Linked DNA regions of Zea mays: regions 2 and 3 are each linked to region 1. The links are chromatin contacts, called in public Hi-C maps. All regions are on one chromosome and are shown on one strand. Each heading gives the region's core, a stretch centred on a gene start, on an enhancer-like site or on the middle of the called end of the contact. The rest is flanking DNA. Distances are from core to core; before and after follow the strand shown. Region 1 holds the start of LOC100101527 (starch synthase IIIb-1 precursor). Region 2 holds the start of LOC100277366. Region 3 holds the start of LOC100284851 (bromodomain containing protein).

Region 1 (3,752 bases), core at 761-3,260:
CTCTGTAGGTGTTAGGTTCTATGTACCATAAGTTCTCAGCATATCTGCTAGCCGAACTCAACATCTGGCGCAATTTCTCTTTCTTCATCTCGACCTCAGACCTTGCTTGTGCCCTGTCAGCTTCCATCGCGGCCCTTTCTTCCTCTCTCCTGTGCCGCTCCTCAGCTTGTCTTTTCCTTTCAGCTTCTTCTGCAGCAAGCCTCTCGAGTTCCTTTCGCTTTTCTTCAACCAAGAAGTCCTCAAATGAGTGTTCATCTATGTCACTTTCTATTTCCAGGAAAAAATCGTTGTGATTGTTATTTTCATAGACAGTGTCACCGTTAAAGAATACAAAGTCTAGTCTGTATGCCTGCTTGGGAATGTAGAGCTTGCAGCACCACCAATCCCCTCTTAATTCGCTTCTATGCATTGTTTCAGTGAAACGGTTCCATCTCCAACCATTGAATGCTCCTTTTACAAAAACGTCGGACTCACTAGCTAAGGCCGACATGCTGCGGTTTAAGTAAAGATCAATCATCGAATCAGCCTTCACTACTTCAGGGAAAACAAAACAGTTGTTCCCAGTCGAATAATTCTCATCAGCAAGCTCTTGAAGCCTCCTCAGTAGCACTTCTGGATCATCTTCAGATACCGGAAGCTCTTCATCTGCGTCTGTACTTATCCCGACATCATCTTCTAACGAGACAGCTTGCCCTTCCTCATTCTCGCTGCTTGCCTTTCCTGCTGCTGATTCAGTAAAATCCTTATGACCCACAACGGCCTCAGCAAATAGCCTGCCTTTTGTTGGTGCATCAACAATTGAACTGCCATGTTCCTCAGAACCAGTTATTGGTTCGTGCTGGCCGTGAAAACCGCCAACTGATTCGTTTTGTCCAGCAACACTTGCAAGTGACGAAGGTTCAGGTTTGGAACTTACTAGAGCACTTATTTTACCACGGTACTCATCAAGTTGCCGGTCGATTGAGTCATCATCCATGGACGCGGAAGGCAACGCTGAAGATTGATTTTGGTCAGCCTCTTCTTCGGTACCAGCTCCGTCCCTTTCTGCGCCACTTAAAATGTCTCCTGTCATGTAAACCTGAGACGATTCTTCAGCAGTACTTGCCTGCTCTGCTGCCTCGCCATAGAGTGACCCATTGGCTCTGCTGAAATCACCTTCATTGTTCCTGCTCTGTTCTATCTTCTTCGTACTGGATTCAGCAGTAGGTCTCGAAGCATACCCTCCAGAGGCAACGCCCTTGCTCTTAGAAGTCGATGCCCTCCTCGGATTCCTCTTGGGATAATCTGAGTAACGCAATGTCAGGAAGAAAGAAAAAACAAGAAACATGAGCTAAGCAGTAGGAGCAGTGAGATTGCTGTAACCAGAATCATTCCTCAAACCTGAACTTGATACCATGCATCGAACGAGCCCGCCTCTCGTAAATCTGCTGCACCTTACGACAGACTGTAACAGCAGACGAAGGTATAAAGGTGTCAGCGTTACGAGCTCCACAACTGATCCTTCGGTATCACAACAAGTTCTGTAACCAATCATTTTGTTTTTCGACGCAGGCTGCTAAACCACAATTTCCCACGGATCAAAAGCTTTTTCCGGAAACCACCCACCAATCAGAATATCCAGCAACGAACGACACGGACCAGAAAGCGAAAAGGAGAACGGGAAAAGCCGTAACTCACCAGCGCGAGGCCAGTGGCTGCAGCGGCCGGGCGCACGACGAGGGCGGGGCGGCCCCGGGAGCAGAGTGGGCTCTCCGCCCGGAGATTCATCTCCATTGCCGGCGGCAAAACCTCCCCCTCGCTCACTCCACCTGATCCCCCTCCTCGGCTCAAGAAAAGAAAAGACCGTCTCCTCTTCCCTCTCCCTTGCTCAGTATTTTACTCCATCCTCCACACGTAATTTGCATCCAAATGCGCAGCTGGGCTGTCTAGACGAAGCGCTCGCCCAGTCGCCCCTCGCCAGAGACAGAGAGGCTCTCCTCCTCCTCGGCCGCTCGATCGAGAGGGAAAAGGTGGCTCGTACTTTTACCGTGCCCGTGCGCATGTGTGACTGCCGCAGTGCCGCCTGCCTGCCTCCATTTTTCCCTTTTTTCGGTGGGTAAGGATTTTGCCGGGGGATGTGTGGATGGCGTTGGGGGCTGCCGCCTGCCACTGTGCGAAGTGCAGGCGCGGCCCCGCGCGCAGAGAGGTGGATCCAAAGCGGCTGCGGCTCCAGACTCTCGACTCGGGGACCCGGATCTCTAGCTCTCTGCCTCGCGATCGCGATTCAAGGTTAAAAAAAAAGGGGGTGTGGGTCCAGGGTTGCGCGACGGACGGCTGCTCTTGGTCGAGGAAGATATGGGAACGGGCCCACCGGCCACGGCATCAACGGAGCAAAGGTGCAAGGAGCCAAGGACGAGTCGTGTTGCTTTCGCCTGCCTGCCGCCTGCGGATGCTGATGCCTCTGCTCGGCCCTGCCGAATTCTGGAACATTCTGCTTAGATCTCACCGGTTTTTAATAATAAAAAAATTGCAATAACACCCTGCCTATCCGAAGGGTAACACTGGTTTAGGGTTATCAGGAACGAACCATGCATGTGAGTATGTGACCACTACTGAGATGCTACCGGAGATCAGTGTTCTTGAGCATATCCAGGCACATGATGCAGGAAATTAGACACGTGGCATCCTGTATTAACAAAAACAGGTTTATGTAGAATTAGTACTAGCAGACAGTGCGGTGTGAGCTGAATCAGCTGATTGTCGAGTGTCGACTCACCTCTGGTTCTAGAATGTTTGTCCAATTGTTCCTTCTCCTTGCAGAGCTGTCTGCTTCTTGACCATCATTCAATAGCTCTAGCTTCTTCTCGCCAGTTGTCAGAAAAAAAATGGCAAATGGATGCAAGTGTTTCTTATCCATCCTGTATTCCGAAGGGAGCCTAAGACAGTGTTTAATTCCGGAACCAGTTTGGATGAAGCGACCTGTCCCAGAGAGCGGTTTCGTCCGACAGATTTTGGGAGCCAAATAATTCAACATTTTGAACATAATTTTCTATTTTTAGAACCACTCCATTATATATGAAATCAACCCAAACAACAAAAAAAAATAGAAACAGAGCGGCTCCGTTCCACAACCATAATACTCCCGAACCAAAAACGCTACCTAAGAGTGGCAAGAAGAAGAACATTCTTTCAAAATCATTAGCTTCCTTCATCATAAAAACTGTGTAGCATCAAAAATATACTCCTACTCATCTTCTCAGAAATATTTCAGTTGTCTATCATCCCAATCGGACAAAGATATTACTAGTAGCATCTAAAAATGGAGGTAGAGTTTTGTGCATGTGTCTGAGCCTCTGAGGCTGAATGTTTTTCATTTACTGGTAACCATATTTTCAAAGGATTAGGAAAGCTTCTGCATTTATACAACACAAACAAACCTGACGAAATCCATTTAAGCGGAGGCAACATTACGTGACATCTGCCAAGACAACATGATATACTGATATTAGAATGTTCTTGAACGTATCCAAGCACATGGTGAACAAAATTATACATGTGGCATCCTATAATAAGAAAATTGTTTTATTTGTGTACTGTAGATTGTAGAACCTGCTTAGATCTCATCTTGTCTAATGTAAATGATGGTATCAATGCATGTTGTAGTTAAGCAAAAGAAATCATAGTCACTGCGTCCCAAATTTTAAGACATTTTGACTTTCTAGATACATTTATTTTACTGTGCATCTAAACACAATATATATCTAAGTGCATAA
Region 2 (3,752 bases), core at 764-3,263, 170 kb after region 1:
ATCCGTTCTTATGAGCCTGGCGATACCCGGGTGGCGGCGGTGGCCAAGACAATGGCTGAACGTGAGGAGCTCCTAGCGGATGTTCACTACCGTCTGGAACATGCCCAGGCCGTCCAGAAGAAGTTCTACGACCGCCTGCACCGACCGGTCTCCTATACCGTGGGCGACTGGGTGCTGCTGCGCCTGCGTCATCGGGCAGCCTCCTCCCTTCCCCACGCGCCCAAGGGCAAGCTGAAGCCGCGCTTCGTCGGGCCGTATCAAGTCACAGAGCTCATCAATCCGGTGGCAGTTCGCCTAGCGCTACCTCCGCGTGCCAAGTTGCACGATGTCTTCCACGTCGGCCTTCTCAAGAAGTTCGTAGGCGCCCCACCAGCTACACCACCTCCTCTTCCACCCACTCACAATGGGGCGGTGATCCCAGAACCGGAGCAGGCTGTTCGGTACAGGTTGGCCAGGGGTATTCAGCAGGTGCTCATCCGCTGGAAAGGGCAGGCCACTACTGATGCTACATGGGAAGATGTCGCCAACTTCCGCGACAAATTTCCCCATTTTCAGCTCGAGGACGAGCTGATCGTCGAGGGGGGGAGAGATGTCATGTACGGCCGCACTTACAGGCGCCGTCGTGACGCCAGGAGGGCTGCAGATCGCGCAGCCAAGGCAGGCGCCACAATCAGTGGCTAAGTTTAGAAAGATAAGGATTAGTTTCCCTCTTGCATGCCTTAATAATAGGAGGGATTGGTTAAGATTAGTTTCCTTTTCATATGCCTTAATAATAGGAGAGATTGGTTAAGATTAGTTTCCTTTTCATATGTCTTAATCATAGGAAAGGTTGGTTGAACCAGAGGCTATATATATGCCGTGTAATAGGCTGGGAAATAATCAAGAAAGATCAATTATCCAAAACTGCTCTTCTCCCTTGTCTCTCTCAAGCCACCGATGAGGAATCCCTCACGGTGAAGGTCTGGAGCGCGACTACGAACTGCGTAGCCGCGGTCCAGCGACGTTGGGCGTCGAGGCGCTTGACAAAATTATTACTATTAGAATAAAATTCAATTGCAACCCTCCAATCCGGGGTAATGTGGGTTTTGTTGCTGTTGTGTCTATAGAAACATGGGCTACCATTGTTTTCGTGGACGTGGACGTCTACATTTTGAACACAGTGGTATTACTAATACAGTATGATGAATCCTTTTTGCTTCGCTTTGGCCGAGTGATAGGATGGATCGTGAGCGTACCGGGGATGCTTACTTTTAAGGCTAGCTAACATATTGTTTTATATCAGACTATACTATTTATATAGTGGAGTTTAAAAAAATGCATGAGTAAGCTGCTTTTAAGGTTATGACCACCACATTATGTATATAGCTATAAAAAATATTGTTTTACGCTGTATACTGTAAAAATATTGTTTTACGTTTTAGATTGTACGATTTATATAATAGATTATGAAATAAGAGATTTAGATGATTAAACTGTTGAAGATAGTTTAATAATGTCTTTTCACGAGATTAGATCTAGCTATCATTTGAATCTCTAGCATAGTTCTCACTTAAGTTGTTTTGCAACAGATAAGATTATGTAAAATAGGAGATTTGTACTTTAAATTATAGTAAAGTTTGAAATAAGGGATGAAATATATTAGATGGTGGAGACAGCTTATTTCCCTTTAGCAATGTCTTTCCTCGATTTCGAAAGTTTTAATTCCAAAGGCTAAGGCCATGCTCATCCGATCATCTATGATATATTCCATTTCTTATTTTATCTTTTATTTATTTTACATGATTCAAAGTTCATACAATCCACGTCTAACACAAGCAAGCAAATCTGGTGTATATATATATTTTAAAAAAACATGCCCATGCTTCGCGTCGTTGGCGTATGTAGCATACCGTACAGATGTCACCTATAAAAAAAATCAACGCCGGCAGGCTTTATGATTCGTGCGGACCAAAAGCAGACGCATCATCAGCCCGGAAAGAAGGAAGGGAGTACAGACGACAGAGGGCGCGAGCAGTCGAGCACTCGCGTCGCGGTGGCACCTGCGATCCGAAGCGAGTCCGAGTCACACGGCCACGCCCCTTGGTCTCCTTCCTCCGCTTGCGGCTTGCCTTTTTCGGGCCGCCTCCGCTCCTCTCTCTCTCTCTGGCTCTCTCCCTCTCCAATGGCCCGCCCCAGGAAGCCGCCGCCGCCCTCGCCGCCTAAGGCGGCGGCGCCGTCCATCGCTGACGCGCTGCTGCTGGCCACGGTCTGCATGGTGGGTCTGCCCGTGGAGGTGCGGGTCCGCGACGGATCCGCCTACGCCGGCGTCCTCCACACTGCCTGCGTCGACGCCGGATACGGTGAGCGCTCTGATCTTTCTCTCTCCCCTCACTTCCGCCGCGTCTCGCTGGGTCCCCCCCCCCCCTGCAGGGTTGGGGATCACGGGAAAGCCGTCCTGGAAGTGATCCGACAGTTGGCACTTGGCAGTCGCTGGACGGGTGGTTGTGATCGCTTGGAGCCCGCTGGATGTTAGTTTTCTCGGTGCGTCGGGAATCGGGATGGATTGGAGGCGGGTGGTAGGGATCGCTGGGTTTGTTCCATCTTTGTGGTACAGCTATGCATGCTTTCGTTTGTTCGCGACCAAGATCTCGCCCGTTTCGTCTTGGTTGGGGTGGTTGATTTTGCGGTGTCGTGGGAACCGCTGCATGATTGGGCTCGAAGGTACGGGTTATGGGGATGACGCACTGCGGAATTCCAAGATCATAGGGAGGGCTCCTAGTTTCTACAGTCTACGTAAATAGAATATTGTGGTAGTCATTTATTACTGAGTTTAACATCCAAAAAACTGACTTCTCTACAATAGTATTTATAAGATAACAACTTCTCTAAAATAGGATTAAGTGCCTTTTTACTTCCATTTCTCTTTTCTTCTTTTTTTCCCCAGCAACCAATGATCGAACTGCCCCTAAAGATTGTTTCTAGATACGCCAGGGTGCTGTCCACTCGCCATTTCCCAGATTGAAGAGGTCACAGTACAGAGAAAAGCGGCAATGGGATGGATGCAAGAACCGCCCCAAATTTGTCTGCTGATTTATATTACGTATCTGTCAAGTGCATGCTTGATTGATGGATATTATTTGGGAAAAATGGTCAGATTGCAGTATCCAACATTCTCGAATTTTTTTAATGTCACTAGAACAAAACCGAGAGGTGCTAGCTTTTTTTTATCTCGAACAAAGCATCAAAATGTATACAGAGAAGCTTGCTAAGCCTGCTGGAGCAAAAAAGAGGTCTGTTTTATTCGACCTGGGAAAGGGCGAGTGGACGACACCCTGCCGTTCAACTTCAATCTGGGTCGACTAACGATCCGGAAACAAAAAAAAACTCTAGGGATAGTTCGGTCATTCACAGCTGAAAAGAAAAAGAAAAGAAAAGGGAAGTAAAATGACACTTAATTCTATTCTACAGAAATGATTAACTTATAAGTACTATTTTAAACAAGTTATATTTATGGGTACTAAAAGAGAGAAGCTTGTTTAAATGAGTACTATAATAGCACTAAACTCTTACTGGTTTGGCTTTGTCCCATATACGTCAGTACGTTTCTTGCTGTGAGATGAAGCGCCAAATAATCAAAGATGAAAATTCGTCTTCCTGTTGGGAAAATAGCATCGCACTGATGACTTCATGTTGAGCAGGTGTCGTGCTAAAGAAAGCAAAGAAGATTGCAAACGGGAAGGGAGATGTGAATCTCTCGCTGGGATCGTTTGTGG
Region 3 (3,752 bases), core at 817-3,316, 150 kb before region 1:
AACTCAACAGTCAACACAAATTTGCATGGTCGTTGAAATTTATCTTGCGTAATCCTATCCAAAATGCAGAAATAACTCTTACATCAAAAGTCATCACCCAACAAATGATACTGCATTGTTACTTATAAAACCATACTTTAATGTCATGCACAAAGCATCAATTACGAGAAGGTCGATCAACCCTACCATTAAGAACACAGACACTAGCCCTGGCCCCCTTCATACGAGAAGGTCGATCAGCTACTTTTAACACACCAGTACCTTCCACCTCCAGCTTACATACACATGGTGCTGTACTGCTGTCAGACACCCACAAAGCCAGTTTGTTATCTACTACTAACGTAATCAAAGCCTAAGCAGACACCCATGTCTCAGAAACAGCTACACACTTACAATTACCTGCACACGAACTCGGATCATTCAGATTTTCAAATCCTATTGTTACCAACCTCCCCTAAGTCAAAGAATGAGCATTGCCAGCTCCTGAGGCACTGTCCCCTGAGCTCCTCGACTCAGAACCTGTAAATGTAAAAAGTCCGCACCCTGAAGAAATTTTGGAACTATTGAAGGACTACACAATGCCAGCTTGATCATACCACTGGACGATGAAGAGCCACTGCCAGAACCACCAGAGCCAGTCGTACCTTCAGCGTCCTTCTCGATCTCCATGGATTGGTAAGTGGCTGCTGGCATTTCATCCCCAATATCAACATACTCATCCACCTGCTCAGCCACTGTAGTGCTCTTCACAGGTTCCTCACTCTCCTGCAAAAATAATAAATAAACAAACCAGCATCAGCGCCCAATTCACACGTCCACTAGCTGCAACCAAAAACAAACGTGCTGCTCCTATTGTCATTACCGCATCGTCATTGCCAACCAATGTAGGCACATCGCCCACAGGTGCAGTGTCATCCTCAGCCACAGCAGTACTGGTTACATCAGCAACGCCACCATTCAACATCGCAGCACGCTGGGACTTCTTGAGCGCCTTGTTGAAGTTAGTAACGAAACGATCAAGCTCCCACTGTGTCTCAACATCCATCTCATCAATATCAAGCTCGATCTCATCCCCAAGCATCTCCGGGTTGTTGTTCCTCTTGCGCACGATCTGAAGCACATTGTGCATCTTCTCTTCGGGCAGGCTCACCAGCCCCAGCCTGAGCATGTTCTTCTCCTCCAGGCTCATCTCCCTCTTGTTAGGCTCCCTCGCCTTGGGCTTCCGCATCCTCACATTCCCTGCTCTCGTCTTAGCCTTCGCCTCGACAGGCTCAACTGCCGGCGGAGGTGGCAGCTCAGCCGCCACTGGCCTCGGCGGCTCAAGGCGCTTGCGCTCTTCCTCTAAACAAACGAGCGCCTCCTTGTACATCCTCTCGAAGTAGGCGAGGAGGGCGCCAGCGAACGTGTGAACCTCGTGGCCGACCGGGTTGTACCGCAGCGCGTTGGTGAAGGTGAGGCGGACGTCGGCCGCGAAGTCGTCGTGCGAGGCGTACCTCCCGGCGGCGAGGCCCTCCTTGACGGTGCCGAGATCCATGGGGCGCTTGATGACGGCATGGTAGTCGTGGAGGCCGAGGCGCTCCACCTCGACGGGCGCGTTGAACCACACGCTGCGCTTGTCCTTGCGCAGCCTGCTGAGGATCTGGCCGCACCGCTTCCGCATCGCCCCGCGGAGCACCGCGCGCGGCGGCGGGCCCTGCTGCTGCCAGGTGTCGATGCGGGAGAGGAGGGCGCGGACCTGGCCGAGCTCCACCGCGAGGCGGTCCCGGAGCGCGCGGGCCTCGCGGTGGCCCAGGGACGCCGGGCGGAACTTCACGTAGCCGGCCGCCGCCCGCGGCTTGGACTTGGACCCGTCGGCGCGCGGGTGGGGCTGGCTGGGACTAGGGTTGGGGGGTATGGGCTCGAGCGGGGCGCGCGTCTCCCCCCAGTTGTGGTGGTGGCCCCCTCCCCGTCCGGCCAAAAGGGAGGAGGCCATCGCCGGCGCCGGCGAGGTCCCGCGAGCTCGACTGGTGCGCTGGCAATTCGGATCCTGGGGAGAGGGAGAGAGCACGGGAGCGGGAGAGAGAGAGGGAGGATGCAGGTGGACTGGTGGAGTGGAGACGACGGGAATTTTTTCCCCGAGTGGCGGGCGGATCTGGCCGGCGTCGGGAGAGGAGGGATCCGCGCCGTTGGTAGGATGAGTGGACGGATGGGATGGCTCGAGACTTTCGTCTCCGAGAGTCGGTGCATGGCCGTGGACTCTGGGTTTGACTGGTCGTTGGGAGACAGATAACTGTCATGTGGGGTCAGAGTGTGCGGTGGGGTCGTAGTCTTGGTGTTAGAGCCTCATGTCATGGCAGTAGAGTTAATGAGTTATAAAGCTGTAGTTTATAATATCAACTAATATAATAATCATGCGCTGCGACGGCACAATTGAATAAAATAGCTGCTTGCTATCTCTAGGATAGAGTTATACAAAAGATCTAACCTATGAACTTGTTTAATATCTCTAGGATATTAAAGCTTTCCTAGTTGTGTTCTACAAATTCTCGAACATGTATTTTGGAAGTAAAAGCCTAATTGTTCTATATGTAAACTTTCTGACTGAACCTGATAAAACGGCAGCTCCACTAATGAAAAAAACGTTAGGTTTTGTTTGAATACTTTAGTATTGACTCCAATCCACGTGTGTTGAGGTGGATTGAGGTATAAATTAGTTTAAGTTACATCAAATCCACCTCAATATATGTGGATTGAGCTCAATACTAAAATATCCAAAGTAGGCCTAGCAAATTAACTGACCTCGTCAGCAATGTCTCCACTTCCAAGTTGTTTTGTAAATAGCCTCTTTCCAGCATTTTTTGTTTGGTTCAGACATCTTCGGGACACTTGGACAGAGGAGGAAGCGAGTACCCAAGTAACTGACAAAATCCACACGGCCATGAATCGACGAGATCACCCCACGAATGAACATTCACCACACCTGAATTTCGTTACCATAAATAAATTGCACCGGTTGATGTAGATCAGACAGGGCTCGTCAAAGGCAGGTCGATTTCAGAAAGTTTTGTTTATGCAAAACTGAACTAATCCAGTGCTGCTACAAAAGGAAAATGTCGACCCTAGTTCTGAAGATAGACTTTGCAAAAGCATTTGATAGTGTTAATTGGGACAGTCTGCTTGTAATTCTACGCACACGAGGCTTTCCTGATCAGTGGTGCTCTTGGCGAAATCAGCTATCCTACTTAGGGTTTGTTAGTTTTGCTCTCAATCCATATGGATTAGATGAGTTTAAATATCAAACGAGTTAAAATCTTTTACAATTTTTTCCAATCTCATCCAATCCATATATGATAGAAATAATCGAACAAGACATTAATAGATTACTGGGGAGATGGATTTCTTGCGAGAAAGGCCTACAACAGGAAGACCCCCTTGTCTTCGTACTAGTTGCATATGTGCTTCAACAGCTATTATCCTCGGATCCAGTGCTCCGAGCCTCCGATTGCCCCAGACCGCCCGTGCACTATCCTACAATATCCTGACGACACACTGATCATTGCCCGAGTAGATGAACCTGCTGTGCAAAGCCTCAAAACGCTACTACACAGCTTCTCTCAGGCCACATGTTTTTTGCATATGAATTACTCGAAGAGCACCATTGTCCCCATGCACGTTCCTGAAGTAGATATGATGTTGACAACTATGTAACTACACTCGGCTGTGCAAAGGGCTCCTTCCCACAGACTTATCTTGGTCTTGCTCTTTCCAACATG

What was found. Hi-C and Micro-C count contacts between places; a contact is called where the count stands out from the background.
Region 2: a contact with region 1 is called in a Hi-C map of endosperm, with 3 times the contacts expected there. The contact joins the promoter of LOC100277366 here to the promoter of LOC100101527 in region 1. A contact is called at or near these places in 2 of 25 Hi-C or Micro-C datasets (endosperm and tassel).
Region 3: a contact with region 1 is called in a Hi-C map of leaf, with 7 times the contacts expected there. The contact joins the promoter of LOC100284851 here to the promoter of LOC100101527 in region 1. A contact is called at or near these places in 12 of 25 Hi-C or Micro-C datasets (ear, leaf, leaf mesophyll and 3 more).

Annotation. Positions count from the first base shown.
Region 1 is chr10:145,249,354-145,253,105 of Zm-B73-REFERENCE-NAM-5.0, forward strand. It overlaps LOC100101527 (starch synthase IIIb-1 precursor), which reads right to left and starts at 2,011. Exons shown (of 16, transcript NM_001112545.2): 1 at 1,678-2,011; 2 at 1,381-1,444; 3 at 1-1,284. The coding sequence starts at 1,773.
Region 2 is chr10:145,422,009-145,425,760 of Zm-B73-REFERENCE-NAM-5.0, forward strand. LOC100277366 reads left to right here and starts at 2,014. Exons shown (of 10, transcript NM_001361291.1): 1 at 2,014-2,339; 2 at 3,678-3,752. The coding sequence starts at 2,162.
Region 3 is chr10:145,103,573-145,107,324 of Zm-B73-REFERENCE-NAM-5.0, forward strand. It overlaps LOC100284851 (bromodomain containing protein), which reads right to left and starts at 2,067. Exons shown (of 3, transcript NM_001157746.2): 1 at 863-2,067; 2 at 597-765; 3 at 91-519. The coding sequence starts at 1,972. The coding sequence ends at 455.